Linked DNA regions of Danio rerio: region 2 is linked to region 1. Evidence: chromatin contacts called from public Hi-C data. All regions are on one chromosome and are shown on one strand. The core of a region is the stretch at or near the end of the contact, and the rest is flanking DNA. Distances in the headings are between cores, read along the strand shown.

The links. Hi-C and Micro-C count contacts between places; a contact is called where the count stands out from the background.
Region 2: a contact with region 1 is called in a Hi-C map of hematopoietic stem cells, with 2.5 times the contacts expected there. The contact joins the promoter of osgn1 here to the promoter of eif2s2 in region 1. A contact is called at or near these places in 3 of 18 Hi-C or Micro-C datasets (caudal fin, hematopoietic stem cells and an unstated tissue) and 1 of 4 datasets of contacts at active chromatin or transcription factors (embryo).

What each region holds. Positions count from the first base shown.
Region 1 is chr6:52,631,933-52,635,886 of GRCz12tu, forward strand. It overlaps eif2s2 (eukaryotic translation initiation factor 2, subunit 2 beta), which reads left to right and starts at 1,474. Exons shown (of 9, transcript NM_212675.1): 1 at 1,474-1,551; 2 at 2,454-2,631. The coding sequence starts at 1,537. It also overlaps a transcript of asip1 not described here.
Region 2 is chr6:53,348,197-53,352,554 of GRCz12tu, forward strand. It overlaps osgn1 (oxidative stress induced growth inhibitor 1), which reads right to left and starts at 1,390. Exons shown (of 6, transcript NM_200186.1): 1 at 1,239-1,390.

The sequences.
Region 1 (3,954 bases), core at 224-2,723:
TTGTTATAAATCAAGATTTGTTTTTGGTATTATTTCTGAATGACATTGTAGTGGGTCTCTTCTGTACAGTAATCAGAATAGTCAAAATATGTCACCCTGAGAAATTTTGGGAAATATGTTAATAAATACAAATAATATGTATGATCTTTAAATTTCCTGTTCATTTACTCACTCACAGGTCATCCAAGATGTAGGTGATTTTTTTTCATCTGAAATAAATGGCTTTCAATTGATGTATTGGTTGTTAGCATAAGACAACATTTAGCCGATATAAAACTATTTAAAAATCTGGAATCTGTAGTTTAAAATAAAACATTTATTCAATTAATATCATATACATATTATTAATTAAAAATGATGTTTTGACAAATTAACAAAAGTAAATTTCTGAAATGTTTTCATAGAAGAAGAACTTAATATTCTGATAAAAATAAAATTTGAATGATAATAAAGATCGATAATTTAGACACATACTTTGTGGTCCAGAGTCATTAAACAAACAAAGCACAGCTGGGAGAAGAAAGAGAAAAACCTACTGATGTAATCGCATGTAACTCAATTGAAAATCCTGAACTGTCTTCTGTGAGGGTTTCAGAGAACAAAACCTTTTAATGTTATTTCCAACAGTTTCTCATTGCGGACGATATCGTAGATCAAAAGATGCAGTTCATATATAGAGACAAACAGGTGTTTAGGAAAGTAATGTTTTGTATTGTTGTTAGTTCTTGCTGAGAAAATAATGGCAACTCACCTTGTACCTCAGGGACTGTATTTATATAAAAAGCGAGAAGTTCTCATGCATGTGTTGTGCTCTATGACGCAAGATTCAGCACTGTTGTCAAAAGCAGACAGGAATGGAGGACGCAGGAAAAGGCTTTAGCTGTCTGGGAGCCAGGAATCCCACTGCAATTTTAAACAGATTAGAGGAATAAAATGGTTTGCAAGCCATTATGAGCATGAAGCAGGCAGGTCTGGTTCTCCTCTGGAAGAAGCTTTGAGGATATTGTTGAGGAGATTTGAAGAATGCAAGCGTTAAACTCTTCAGAGACGCCATGTTTACACCTGCTCAGGCCATGCAGTTTAGAAACCAAGTTGAGCATTATTTACCAAGATTTATTGTATCACATAAAAGTAATTCTCCCAGCACACTCGTTTGTTTATGCCAACTCCATAAAACTGTTTTGGTTTATGAGCTTCAAAATCTGATCAAACAAGGCTCGGGAGTTCTGCCATACTCCAGAGAGACAAAATAAGCCACGAGTTTCTCTGTGAAAACATTTCTGTCTGTTAAATGTGGGATTTTTTTCCGCCTGAGACACAAACGCTATGACAAAATAGGAGTCTCCTGCGTAGTTTTACCAACCAAAACTACAACTACCATCATGCAATGCGCTTAGCGCTATCTGACGCCCATGCGCATTCAGCTCCGCCCGGCCTGTCGCAGACATCGCGCGTATCGAGGAAGAGTAGACCGTTAAATTTACACTATTATAACGTTGACGTTTTATTCTTGGGTTTTCACTACAAGCCGACAACATGTCTGGAGACGAGGTTAGTGAACTGTCTCTGTTTATGAAGAACATAGGTTAAAATAGATGAACTTACACAGTCAAAAAGGAAGGACAATTGGGCCTACTAGTTTAGGCTGTGTGGAAACACATGTGCCGACTCGTTTTTTCTAGATCTTTTTGTCAGTAGCCTGGCTAGTTGCATATTAAACGTTGTACATATTTCAAATGATCTTGAGAGTTTATTGACAAAACGTAATATGGTACTGTAATTGGAGTTTATTCATGATAGCGCGTTTTTCGACAGTTACGATAATGTCTGGACGTTGTGATACAAGGGTTCTTTTACTCGAGTACCATGGTATTACTTAAGTTGTTTTTGACTGCTATCATAATGCGATTGTATTAATGATTATTTACTATGGTTTTGACATTTGTGTTTTATTTTGTAGTCGTTGATAATATTGATAATATTGTTTGTGGAAGCACCATGTTTTTAGACTATTCATACAATGCCTCTAGTATTTGTAAAGTATCATGTAAATACTATGATATAAGAATGTTTTAGTTCAATGCTTAAATAAACATTAGTCTTTAAAAAACTAAAGTATTATGGAATTTGCATTTCAGCACCCTGACATGTTTGAAATACTGTATAAATATTATGATGCAATACCTGGTCAATGAAGTGTTGGTTTCTGATTATCACTTTTAAACATCTTTATCCTGATACTTTACTTTAAATTGGGAAGTGAGTTCAGCCACTCCAGGTATATGTTATTCAACTTGTTTTATAAAATAATAAAATTACATCATGGTTGACATCATCTAATATAGTCTTAGTCAGATTAGTTCTGACCGACTGGTCAGTAGGCTTTTCTGGCCTTTGTTGCTGGGGTCTTCTCAATCTCATCTCATTAAACTCTTGCTTTTTTGTCCTTCCAGATGATATTTGATCCCACCATGACCAAGAAGAAGAAAAAGAAGAAGAAGCCCTTCATGCTGGAAGAAGATGGTGGAGAGGGAGGAGATGAAAGCCAACAAGTAGAAGCAAAAGAGATCGAGGCAGATGGTGGTGAGGAGAGAGAGTTTGATCTCGATGAAGATGAGGGGAGGAAGAAAGGTAAATTGCATGCCATTTTATTCTGCATAAATGTTCTCTGCCTAGTGTACCATGGTAATTGAGAGATGCTAAGAAAACCCAAAGCAATATTATTAACTATCTCTAGTCAGTGCCCAAATTTCTCCCCAGAATCTTGTCATTGCCAGTTTGATTTTAAATTATTAAAAAAAACTTGTAAATGAGTTTAAACATTCAAGTGGACTATTTAAGTTGCCTTAGGACAGATTGTCTTTGCATGTAAATAGTATCAATTTACAATAAATCAACAATTAGGCCTGTCGCAATAATCATAATTTCGACTTATCGCGCAACACATGGACATGTCCACAATCATTTTTGGTGATGCAATATGTATCGCCCATACATTAAACCAATTCTAGCCACATTTTAGCTCATGGTGCAGCCTCTCTATGTCTATTGGAGGTGATAGTGTCAGTATAGGTAAAAAAAAAAAAAAACACTAGAGTATAAATTACTATAGTATATTTTAATATGGGTGCCTGACGACTGAAAATAGGTCTGTTACTTTTTTCTAGCTCTTTTTCACCTTGGACATTTTTGTTGACATTTATATTATAATTTATTTGTGTGGGATATACGTTTTCACACTCTGATTCCAATGCCTAGTTATTAAATTGTTAAAATGAGTAATTAAATGAAATATTATCAGGAATAGAATATGATGTGTTCTTTAGATGGGTGCACTTACATTATGATGCTATTGTAGTGTCAAAATGGTCTCATAATGACAATAATATTGTATATCGTTATAAATTTTGTTTCTATATATCGTAACAAAATAGATATCATGACAGGCCTATCAACGTTAACAAATTTTCAGATAATTGAAATATACCCTGAATAATCAAAATATTGCACAATGAAAACAAGGCTATATTAATACTTTTCTACCTCATAAACAGTATTTACCTGCAGATATTATTACATATTTGTTTAGGTTATGTATGAGTCATGAAAATGAACATGCAGTAACAGTGAAAAAGATGGCAACTTTAGTAATATAATAAAACTAACAAAACATGCCATCAAACTCAAGTGATGCATTTAGTTGTCACTGTGCTTTATGCATCTACTTCTGTTTGCTTGCAGTTATTTGTAAACTGCTGTGAAATTCAACAATAAAATAAAATATTTTTATTTTATGTTATCACATCTTTTTTTGTCTTTTTAGAACAAATTATAGAACATGGTAGAGATCAGAACTGGTATGATAAGCGATATGGATCTCGGTAAAATCTAAATGACCCCATCTCTAAGAATTTATCGACAATATACCGACTGCACATCACATGACCATAAACA
Region 2 (4,358 bases), core at 140-2,639, 720 kb after region 1:
AACTAAACGGCTAAACGAAAAAGCAGAGCTTTATTTAATATCAAAAGTCAGTCAAACACACTTGATATGGAAATTGTTCGTCGTTTTCACTTTAATATACATTTGTAATGAACGTAGACGCATTTTAGAAACGTTTCTGTGAACTTGAACGAAGTCCAGGGGGGCGTGTGGGTCTGTGTCTACGTGCAGGACGCTTTCTGAATTCAGGTCAGTTTATGAGGTTGCGGCTGATAAAAATGTTTATGTGCAAGTCATAAAAGGTTAATGCACACAATGCATTCACATTAAACGCGTATAACGTATAAACGTGCAGTGTTTCGTAATTTTATGGCTCCCAAGTTACTATGTTGTGCTTTATAAAGTTTAAAATATAAGCCAATTTGATCTCTTATTGAATTTGTCAGTTGTAACAGTTAAGTTTTTTCTCGTTTATCTGCAAAAAGCTAGCAAGTGACAGACAAGTATCACAGTGACAGCGAGCCGCGTGCACGTCACATCTGAAGTCCATTCAAGGTGTTAAATCATGCGCGTTCACACGCCCCCAAAATTAAAGACGCAGCAGCTCATCCCAAATTAAATCATAGTCATAAATTTACTCATCTGCGATCATATACTTTCAGATGCTTAAGAAACAAGATGTCAGAATGACAGCCATACCACGTAACGTTACTTGCAAACCAAAGCGTAATGTGACCTCAGTTTCAACTTGCTGAACATAAAAGAAACACTATTTAAGGCTATATTTTCTCTCGGATTTGTGCAAAATGAGCTGACGTTAGACAGAGGTTTCCAGAAAAGGCGACACGCGTTTCTCAGACGCATTGTCTGCTGAATCTCTCCGCCCCCATGATGCGCGAACAGCCAAATCGGACATGCCAGACTGTAGGTTAACGGGATTGTATTTACTGAAGATTAAAGCCAAGTTACACACGAAAGCCGGTAACTAACTTAATGGGTGTACGTTAACCCAGATGCGCGCATTACATGCGTGCGCGTTCACGTAAGTGTCCACTGTCCAGACATGCCTACGAGACAATTTCCATATCCGACGGACATATTACGACGCAACACCAAATTTAAGGAAAAAGAACAAAGATGAGTTAAAATGACCCAAAAGAAGAGGTCGAGTACATTAATCATATCCCCCCTGCAATGATGTCAAGTTTTGTAATGTATTAACGTTAACTCAAACCGGCGTGATGCAAGCAAAGCCATAACGGCTTGATGTAACCACCTACCTGTAATGTAAATGCTCCGAATAAGTCGAGAGACAGCAAAGCCTTAAATTTACAAGAGATGAAGATAATATAAACCGAGAGGTGAAATACGCAGTTTCCTCTCGCTGTGCTTCAAGCGTGGCTGCTAGGAGAGATACGGCACTCTTCAGCACACAGACAGTACTCGTGCGCTAATGGGTTTTATAATTTTTCCTTCATAGTGTGTCCCATACGAGCCAATCATCGAGAAAAGATGTGACGTTTACAATATGATTGGTCCGGCTTAGAGTGACGCACCGGCGTCTTGATGCCTTGTAGTTTTCCACTCACTGACAATGATCTGATCGCTGATTGGCTTAAATCCTGCTCTCACTGCATATCAGCCAATCAGAGAACGCAGCGACTTCAGCGGTGTCGCTGCCATCGTAACCGTTCAACGTTGCATCGCCCTTAACGAAAATTGTTGCCTTTTTTGGCAACCTTAACAATTATGTTCGACTGTCTTTTGTAATAAAAGTGTTAATTAATTACTAATGATTTTCTACTCTCTGAATTGAATCTTTCATTGTTTTTTTCCAGAATTTTACCTCATGATTGAAAGCAATGACAACTGCTAAAGGTTTGTGTATTTCCTTTAACGTTATATCAATCTCCATAATTATTGTCGTTGGAGTATAATGACTTGGTGATTTAGTTAGTTGGATAAGATTCACCGTTTGTTGACTTTGCATGACTCATATTTCTAATTAATATTTCCTTCAGACTTAACTTTGTACATCCTCAGTTTGCTTATTGTCAAACTATATATGTAAGACATTTAACATTTAAATTAACCCTCATATTTTAGGTACATATTTTAAAACTATGAAGGTACGTGACTTTGCGACATGCTTACTGGGTCAAGTGATGCAATATAGTTAACCTTTGTGATGCTTTTTTTGACCCCCCCCCCACCCTCCTCAGAAGTAAAAGAAAGTTTCCATTGTTGGAACTAATCACTGAAATCCTCACTCGAGGTATTTTCTCATGGGTGTATTTGGGTTCCCATTAACATTTTTTTAAAAGTAGACTGCTTAGACCAGCTTCAAAGTCTGACAAAGAAACTGATGAGATAACAAACTCAAAAATGGGAAACATGTTGCCTGTGGACTGGAGCCATAAATTTGTGTGCATATGTCTAAGGGTGATACCCAAAGTTTGAGTAAATCAAAAAAGGTCATTTAACCTTGTCTAAAAACATACTTTCAATACCATTTGAGGCAGCGATAAGGGCTTTGAGTTATGGTAGTCGTGGTTCTTTTGTTTCTTGGATATCCACCAAAACTGCTGAACTTTAAGAACATGCTGTTACTTAACATTGTGACCCTGTGGTCAAGATTTATCAAGCCTGATTAGCTCTAAATTCATTTGCACACATACATTGCATGCAAATATGCATGCACGCACATACAAACAAAACCCTAAACTACCACACCAGGTGTCCTGACATTTTATCTTACCCATCAGATTATGCTACCAACACTGTATTTTAATGGTTCTGAGGTTGGGGTTAGGTATTGGGCGATAATACAGCTTCATATCTCTACTCCACATTAAAATTCAGCCCAAATAAATAGTTTACAACTACCTAACTTTAAAATATTTATTAATTAATTGTTGAATTGTCCTACCTCCCATTCAAAAAGTAGGTAGCACATTTTGATGACGCAATATGCTACCCATCAAATTTTGCTACAGTCTAAATTTTATTGTGGAGTAAATATTTTATAGTTATTAATGAAAAATAATATAATAAAAAATAGCTTCACCGATTAGCTTTAAATTGATGCTAGCCTTTCATGTATCCAAACACTCTTATATAGCTAAATTTTGTTTGGTTTTTAAAAACATCTTTGAAGGTACAGCATGTTTGGAAATGACATAGAATAAATGTATTTCCTTATCAAGCAATATTTACCTTGATTTTTCTTCAAGTGTTGTTGATGAAAATGTAAATTCCCTCCATCTTAAACATGTTCCCAGATGTCACTATTCATTTTCATAGAAACCACCTAAATAATCTTTCACACAAACATTTTAAAGCGACATTACGGAGTTGTGGTGGAAATGACACTGATACTGTGCGACAGCTATATATTGTTTAAAATATAATATTGATAATACTCTCACATTAATAACGATAAAATATTTAAATTATTTCAGTAGCGCTTCATTAAGATACATTAATAGATACCAAATAAATAATATTTTAAAATGTTATTTTCATTATTGAATTTTAAAACTTGAAACTTTTAAAACTAGAACTTTTGGATTTTGACACCTAAAAGGAGGTTGAATTATATGAAAAAAAATATAATAGAAAGGTAGTATTTTTTTAAAAAGTAGGTTTTATTGTTAGTTTGACAAAGAAAGAGGAACTTGAATAAAATTATATATATTTTTTTGGATATATGATCACAAGGACATAAAAGTGCCCGTAGTGGAAGAATTACTCAGAAATTGTTTGCAACAATTTTGCAGACAACATTTTTTTCAGTGTAATTAATCCCTAACCCCAACCTCAGAATCATTCAAATAAAGTGTTGGTAGCATATTATGATGGATAGGATAAAATGTCAGGAGTCAGTTATTAGCTTTTAAAATAAGCATTTAGTTGTAGACCAAATATTTAATTTGAGCATTTTCATGCTGTACCTCAGTAGTCTCTTACATTTTGCTGGCTTGTCAGCATATGACTCAACAAGCTTCCAGTTAGTCAGGATGAGGGGCCCTTTTCAAAAGGCTTCCGAAAGCATTTCTCTTTAGTCTGTCCAAGAGTCACCATGGACTCACAAAGAGAACCAAGTCTGTGTTATCACAATGCATCGCTTCATCAGCTCAAGTGCGAAAAGAATGGCAACTCTCTAATGTGATACAACAGGTCTCGTGTAGTTGTCATGGTGCAGCTCAGGTATTATGTAAATGCTTATGCAACATTATTTCAGCAATCTGGACGGAAACAAGCAATTGTAGTGTTAGGCAAACTTTGGTTTGTTGAAATATAGGGCTTGCATAAGGATATTAGTGCTTAGTAAAGTAGATGAAAAGGATAGGTTTCAGTATGGAATAGATCAAACCCAAACTTTTCTTATAAAGGACCAA